2 separate regions of the Macaca mulatta genome follow, and region 1 is linked to region 2. Evidence: chromatin contacts called from public Hi-C data. All regions are on one chromosome and are shown on one strand. Each heading gives the region's core, a stretch centred on a gene start, on an enhancer-like site or on the middle of the called end of the contact. The rest is flanking DNA. Distances are from core to core; before and after follow the strand shown.

Evidence for each region. Hi-C and Micro-C count contacts between places; a contact is called where the count stands out from the background.
Region 1: a contact with region 2 is called in a Hi-C map of fetal cortical plate, with 1.8 times the contacts expected there. The contact joins the promoter of AP3M1 here to the promoter of DUSP13A in region 2. A contact is called at or near these places in 2 of 14 Hi-C or Micro-C datasets (fetal cortex germinal zone and fetal cortical plate).

What each region holds. Positions count from the first base shown.
Region 1 is chr9:75,470,882-75,474,937 of T2T-MMU8v2.0, forward strand. It overlaps AP3M1 (adaptor related protein complex 3 subunit mu 1), which reads left to right and starts at 2,588. Exons shown (of 9, transcript XM_015147273.3): 1 at 2,588-2,688. The coding sequence starts at 2,686. It also overlaps a transcript of ADK not described here.
Region 2 is chr9:74,498,967-74,502,508 of T2T-MMU8v2.0, forward strand. DUSP13A (dual specificity phosphatase 13A) reads left to right here and starts at 2,027. Exons shown (of 3, transcript NM_001418213.1): 1 at 2,027-2,175; 2 at 2,975-3,192. The coding sequence starts at 2,027. SAMD8 (sterile alpha motif domain containing 8) reads right to left here and starts at 1,918. Exons shown (of 6, transcript XM_077946531.1): 1 at 1,773-1,918. LOC144331132 (a long non-coding RNA gene) reads left to right here. Exons shown (of 2, transcript XR_013398069.1): 2 at 56-369.

The DNA.
Region 1 (4,056 bases), core at 1,338-3,837, 970 kb after region 2:
TAATTCTTTGTTGTGGGGGTTGTCCTACATAGGATGTTTAGCGGCATCCCTGAATTCCATCCACTAGGTGCCAATAGCTCTCCCTACCAAAAATACCTTTCTAGACCATGCCAAATGTCCCCTGGAGGGCAAAATTTCCCCTGGTGGAGAACTACTGTCCCAGAGCTGACCAAATTCTCAGAAATCCCTAAATCTCCTAAATATTTTCCCTGACATCTACAAATATATCTCATTATCTGTTCCCACTGATGCTGAACATTAAATTATGCTTAGTCTTTATAACCCATTCTCCTTAACCAAAACTAGTAGCAATCCCCTGTCAAGCAAGTCATCATAAATTAATTCAGTGTAAATACTCAATGCATTCTCACACTTTGAGTCTGAAAGTCAAACTAATATAATAAAAGTAATAATAGCCAATCCTAAAATGTCTCCCGACAAAATTAGAGATTTGTCCCAGTACTCGAATGTCTAAGCTTTTAACTTCATGTCTACAGATGGCATTAAGTTCATATTGTATAAAGTGAATTTTGGTTGCCTAAGGAATGCTCTCACCCCAGCCTCACAAAGCACCAGGACTGCAGGTATAAGAAAGGATGCTCAGCCGGGCGCGGTGGCTCAAGCCTGTAATCCCAGCACTTTGGGAGGCCGAGGCGGGCGGATCACGAGGTCAGGAGATCGAGACCATCCTGGCTAATACGGTGAAACCCCGTCTCTACTAAAAATACAAAAAACTAGCCGGGCGCGGTGGCGGGCGCCTGTAGTCCCAGCTACTCGGGAGGCTGAGGCAGGAGAATGGCGTAAACCCGGGAGGCGGAGCTTGCAGTGAGCTGAGATCTGGCCACTGCACTCCAGCCTGGGTGACAGAGCAAGACTCCGTCTCAAAAAAAAAAAAAAAGAAAGGATGCTCAGCTAGTTCTTATTTCTGTCCCTGTACTAATTGTTTTATTTGGACTTCAATATCTTCAATTGTAAAATAGGCATAATTCTTGCCTTCCTTTGATCACAGAACTGTCCAACAAGATAATAGGAAAACACAGTGAAAATGGATCAGCATTATATATAATTATTTTTATTAAGGAAAAATCTAAGGAAATCTAAGGGTTGTATGTTTAGTAGGATGGTAGGGAAAAGTTGCATCTGTCTTCCAGTTTGGCGAAGGAGGTGCCTTATAAAGGAAATACTCTAATAAAGGGCAGAGTAGGGAAAGCACATGCCTTTAACTCAGGTAGGTCTGATTCAAAAGCCCTTGCTCTTTATTCTGCATATAGCTTGAATATTTAAAATAAAAATAGAATATCCAGAGAGTTTTTATTTTAAAGTTTATGTTCTTGGTATGAGGTAGACACGCTAACCCTTTGAGGGTAGTAGGAATACATTAAAGGCACTGGCATGGATTTGTTCACCCTCCAAAGCAGATGAACACGCCACCAGGCCCCTAAGTGTTCTTTTCTTTTCAATTGTGATTCCTTCTTTTGGAGGTGAAGAAAAGTGATACAGGAAGAAATGGGATACGTCTTGTATAATCAGGAGTGTCCCAATACTTTTCAATCAGTTTGATATGCCTATTTTAAGATGGAAAAAAAAAATCACTGCCTTTCAACGAACATTTCCAAATCATCAAAGACTGCCTGCTTCACTTTACACTTATTAGGAAGGGATATTTTAACAAATGACTCTGTAAGTAAAAGTTGCAACATCAATCACATGTGAGGCAGGTGTTAGGGGCAGCACTGTCTCCGTTGCTGCCAAAAAGTGCAAATAAAAAAGAAAAATCAACTTTTCCCAGCCATTCATCCAAATGCTGCCCCTGCAAAGCCTCGGAGGGGTCTGGGTCACTGGTAGAGGGTCCTCAAAGGTGCAGGCTTTCAGAATGTGTACGAAAAGGCAGGTCAACGTGGCCTTCCGCAACACTTTCCGAAAAATCCCCAAAAATTCTGACTTCGCCCCAGAGTAGAGCAGTTGCCGAGCCTCCTCCCCGCCATCCCCCAGGAAGAGAAGGCAGCCGCGTAAAGACGCAGCTCCGGTCCGGCCCTCCGGGGTCGCACCAGCCCAGCCTGGGCTTGCTCGCAGGTGGCGCAGGCAGCCGGCTCGCCCCCCCTCCGCCGGCCACGATTGGCCAAGGGCTGCTGGAGCCGGAGCTACACCAGACCGGCGGCGACTCGGCCAAACTGAGAGAACGTCCGGCAAGGGGTCGCGGCCAGACAGACAGCTCCCCGCGCGGCAGGTCTTGCGTGTTGGCCCCAAGCGGGCAATGAGAGACACCACCCAGCGCCGGAGCCGCGAAACCCCACGTGGGCCCGGGCTTGCTTGCAGCAGGCGCTGTCACCCTCCTCCCCAAGTCGGGCAGCGCTCACCTCAGCGCTTGCGGCGCCTCCACCTTCAGCTTTTTGGGCTTCGGCTCCTCCTCAGCAGCTGCCATCTTTGCGCTCCCACCCTACTTTGGTTCTACAGCCCACCTCTGCCATATACTCTCTGACCCCCCCCCCACCTCTTCGCATCACCGCCTTCTCTCCTCCAAATCCCGCCCCTCCAGACTCCGCCCATTCTGTGCCGCTGTCATCCACAATCATTGGCTCTATTCCTCACCACCGACAGCGAATGCCCCGCCCATTCCTGACCCCGCCTCCCCCGCCATATGGGACCCCAGACTGAGTTAGGCCGCGGATAACCGCCTGAATCTAGATGGTGAGAAACCTACCATTTTTCTAGGTCCTGGATGATGTAGAATATTTAGATACTAAACCTCAACAGACGTCTTTCCTCTCATTTACGGTCTTCCGGCATATTTAATCTTTCTAATATGGTAGACATAGTCGGTGTCTTTGAAGCTGTTAATCAGGCAATCTCCTGGGCACTCCGGCTGCGGGTCCTCGCGGCCTTCTCAGCTTCCTCAGCTTCGGTCTGGAGAGGACCCGGCGCCGAATCACTGACTGGCACAGGTGTCGGGGTGAGTGTGAGGGGCGGGAAATATGTGGATTGGGGACAGCTCCAAAACCCGGGAGTAGGCTGAATAGCTGGGGCCCCCGACTCCGATCTGGGCTCTAGGAGCGTCTTTGGTGCCGTGGGCCAGGGCCTGGCTTCCCCCCACTCCCGGCCTTCCGGGCTTTCTCGCCAGCAAGGCCGGAAGGGAGCGGTCCACCTGCAGCCTAGTGTTCTCAGGCGCCTGAGCCCCGGAGGTCGAGCTTCCTGGGTCCCCCCTCTGTACAGACGGCAGGAATCTCAGTCCCAGGTTTCTGCTCTGGAGGACAAAACCCCAAAAGGACCTGAGCGGACGTCCTGTTAATGGGTGGTGCCTGGAAGAGCCTGGGGTGAGGAATGCAGTGAGAAGGGTATTGCAGTTCTTCAGGAGAGAGGTAACGGGGTTCTAAGCTGAGCAGGTGGCAGTGAGTATGGAAAAGTGACGGGCGATGTGGCTGTTGGTATTTGGTAAATTTGAACCCGAAGCTTACAGCCTTATGTGATTAAGAAGATGGTGTCACTGACAGGAGGAGGAATTTTACGGAGTTTGAGTTTTACCGAATTTGAAAGTGGTTTACATGGAGATTGTAGAAAGACTTTTAAAAAAAAATTGTGAGAATTAAGCCCGAAAGACTTTCAAGGTGAAACCCAAAGCAGATGAAGTTTCATATAAAAGGGTAAGAAGTATTTTTGTTTAGGAGAAAGTTATCAATGACATAAAATGCTGCAATGGCCAGAGGAGGAAGCTGAAATCAGAATAGGTCGTTGGATTTTATAATTAGAAAGTCATTGAGCTATTTGAGAGAGATGCTTTAATAGTAACTGAGGAAAGACTGCAAGTGGAGACTAATCCTTCATCATTTGGTGCATGAAGCAAGATTATTGAGAGTGGCAAGGTGGGGGAAAGTTTGGGGTTTGTTTTAAAGAATACAAGATATCTATTTGGGGGCAGGAAACAAGCAACTATTTGAAGATTCAAGAAAAAGTCTTACCTCCCAGAAGAGAAGGAAAGGAATGGGATCAAGTTACAAGTGAAAGGATTAATTTGGGAAAGGCAGAGTGACAGTTTCTATTGACACTATAAGAGAAAAGAAT
Region 2 (3,542 bases), core at 777-3,276:
TGACAGCGTCTATGCCAAATGCCATATAAACATCTCATTTAATCCTTGTGCTAAGGCCAGGCGCAGAAGCTCACGCCTGTAATCCCAGCACTTTGGGAGGCTGAGGCGGGTGGATCACCTGAAGTCAGAAGTTCGAGACCAGCCTGGCCAGCATGGTGAAACTTCATCTCTACTAAAAATACAAAAATTAGCCGGGCGTGGTGGCGCATACCTGTAGTCCCAGCTACTCGGGAGGCTGAGGCAGGAGAATCGCTTGAACCCGGGAGGTGGAGGTTGCAATGAGCCGAGATCACGCCGTTGCACTCCAGCCTGGGCGACAAGTGTGAAACTCCATTTCAAAAAAAATAAAAATAAAAATCCTTGTGCTAACTCTGCAAGGGGGATCGTATAGCACAGAAAGGTAAAGAAACACATTGCCTGACATATTGCAAACTGATATTCCAACCCAAATCTCTCTAACATCTGATCCTATATTTTCCTCCACCATGCTGCGCCACCCTGAGGGAAGGTCTCCTCCCAAGCCAGGTCTAGCATAGGCATAAACCAAGTCCAGACCCAACTGTAACCTGGACACGAACCCCTCCTTGGCCTTGCCTCCCCACACAGTGCCGGGCTGACTTCAGTGGTTCTGAATGGGATGGACATGAATGTAGACTGCTTCCATGGGATGCCCTGGTGTGGCCTTTCCCTTCAAACTGGTCTTAAGGCCAAGGACAGCTGGGAACCTCCCCACTGCAGCCCATACCCTTCCCAGCTCCATCAGGGCTGCTGAGAAGTCACATGACAGAGGGCGAGACATCTCATCTCTTGCTGATAGCCAGCTCTGGCAGAAGGACAGGTTGACCTTTCTCAGTTTCTATTTTGGGACCCAAAGCCCTTATAGACAGGGGAATCTCCCTCCCACCCTCAAAATGTTTCTGATGACAGTTGGCCCCTTTGGCTCTCAAAGTCTAGGGCAACACTCACCTCCCTTCTCCCCGTTTGACATACAAGGCCCTCTTCAGCCTTCTCTTCTGAGAAGTCAGCTACGTTCATTACAGGACCATTGTTCAAACCTTCCCCCACTGGCCCGGCATGGTGGCTCACACCTGTAATCCCAGTACTTTGGGAGGCCGAGGCAGGCTGATCACTTGAGGTAGGAGTTCAAGACCAGTCAGACCAACACGGCTGACAAACCCCGTCTCTACTAAAAACACAAAAATTAGTGTGGCATGGTGGTACACGCCTGTAATCCCAGCTACTCAGGAGGCTAAAGCAGGAGAATCACTTGAACCCGGGAGGTGGTGGTGGCAGTGAGCCAAGATGTCACTGTACTCCAGCCTGGGTGACAGAGTGAGACCCTGTCTAAAAAAACAAACATACAAAAAACAAACACTTTCCCCCTTCCCCCATGAATCTTGTGGGCACGCTTTAAAAATGAAGCTCTCCATGTCTCTTATCCGTATTTCTCTGACTCTACAACTCAGAAAACTGTCCCTGACCTCCATAATTCAGAGACTCATCCAACAGACATCCAATCCAGCTCCTACCCAATTTGTGGCCCACCTAGACTACACTTCTTTCAGTTCTATCATTCATCCTTGGAACCAGCCACCTCCTCTGCACCCTGGATCTCTACTTTAACTCAGTCCTCATAACCTAATAGCCTTAGGCAGGGCTCTACATCTACTAATTCCACAGACGTTTCTAAGTACCTACTATGTATCAGACCCAGCACGTCTTTTGTTTCATTTAATCCTCAAATTCTCTGAGGTAGGTGTGATTATCCTTACTTTACAGATGAAGAAACTGAGGTTCAGGGAGGTAGCTGACTTGCAGAGGTCTCTCTGATTCCATGTTCTCACGGAGTTTGGGGGTGGGGGGAGGCTTAGGGAGGAAAAGGTCTTGTCTGCTCCAGAGGCCCCTTTGACTTGCTGAGTCACTTGCTCCTGTCCCACCTGTCCCTGTCAATCTCTGGGAAGGAGAAATGACACTGGAGAGGCAGAGAGGAGTGACCGCAGAGGCAGAGGGGTGGGCGGGCTGGCCCATGGCTGAGACCTTGCTCCCAGAGCTGGTGGGAGAGGACAAAGCCACGCCTTGCCCCAGCATCCTGGAGCTGGAGGAGCTCCTGAGGGCGGGGAAGTCTTCTTGCAGCCGCGTGGATGAAGTTTGGCCCAACCTTTTCATAGGAGATGCGTGAGTGATAGCTGGCCAAGGGTCATGGGGGTGGGGACAAGGAGAGGCAGTTCTTGGTGGCTTTACCAGACACAGGAGGGTAGAAACAAGGAGAAATAGCTCTGCTCTGACCATCCCAGGCCAGGGACCTTCTCCAGGACCCCAGGCTGCCAAGGACAGTGCAGTGACCAGGTATGGCCACGAGGGGGAGCAGGGACTTCGCCTGCCTGAAAGCAGGGAGTCTCCCAGGAGTCCTGGGAAACATTTCCAGGACAACTGGCAAGTGTAGAGGTACAGGCCTGGGAAATAGTATTTGCAGCATGAGATGAGGTAGACAGAGAGCCCCCTATTTCTGGACCCAGCCTCCCTCCTCTGGATACAGATGGTGGAGAAGCCTGACTGAAGGTGAATCAGAGAAGGTGTTGCCTCTCAACATTTGTAGGCTAGAAGCAGGTATTAGGTGGTAGCCGGTAGAGGACGGATGTGCGTGGGAGGACATGAGGCAAGAAGGGAGGGGCAGCCAGGTTCTAGGGCTGAAGCAATCCCTTCCTTCCTGTCCTGGCCAAGGCAGGAGCAGAGGCCTTGAGGAAGCAGAGAGGGTCTAAAGATCCCCCAACACACGCATACCACCAGTTCTGCCACCAGAAAGTGTGGGGCTCTGGGTATGGGGCTGTGGAGTCAGACCCCACTTGGAGCTTGCTGGGGTTGGATTCTCTTTGGACCCTGATGGCTCGGTCCCTCTGCAGCAGGGGGCCAGGCAAAGCCTCCCTCCTGGTCCCATGGCTTGGCTGTTATCCAGTGCCCTTTCTGCCCTCCCCAGGGCCACAGCAAACAACCGCTTTGAGCTGTGGAAGCTGGGCATCACCCACGTGCTGAACGCCGCCCACGGGGGCCTCTACTGTCAGGGCGGCCCTGACTTCTACGGCAGCAGTGTGAGCTACCTGGGGGTGCCAGCCCACGACCTCCCTGATTTTGACATCAGTGCCTACTTCTCCTCCGCGGCTGACTTCATCCACCGTGCCCTCAACACGCCTGGGGGTAGGACTTGGGGTCCAAGCCCGTATCCCATCTTGCTCATTCCTGGGGAGGATGCCTCATTTCTTCTCAGTCATCAGTGCCCTCCCATCCCTGGTTTTTAAAAATCCTCTGCTTAGGCCGGACACAGTGGCTTATGCTTGTAATCCTAGCACTTTGGGAGGCCAAGGTGGGTGGATCATCTGAGGTCAGGAGTTCAAGACCAGCCTGGCCAACACGGTGAAACCTCATCTCTACTAAAAATACAAATATTAGCCGGGCATGGTGGCACACACCTATAATCTCAACTACTCGGGAGACTGAGGCAGGAGAATTGCTTGAACACGGGGCAGGGGGAGGTTGCAGTGAGCCGA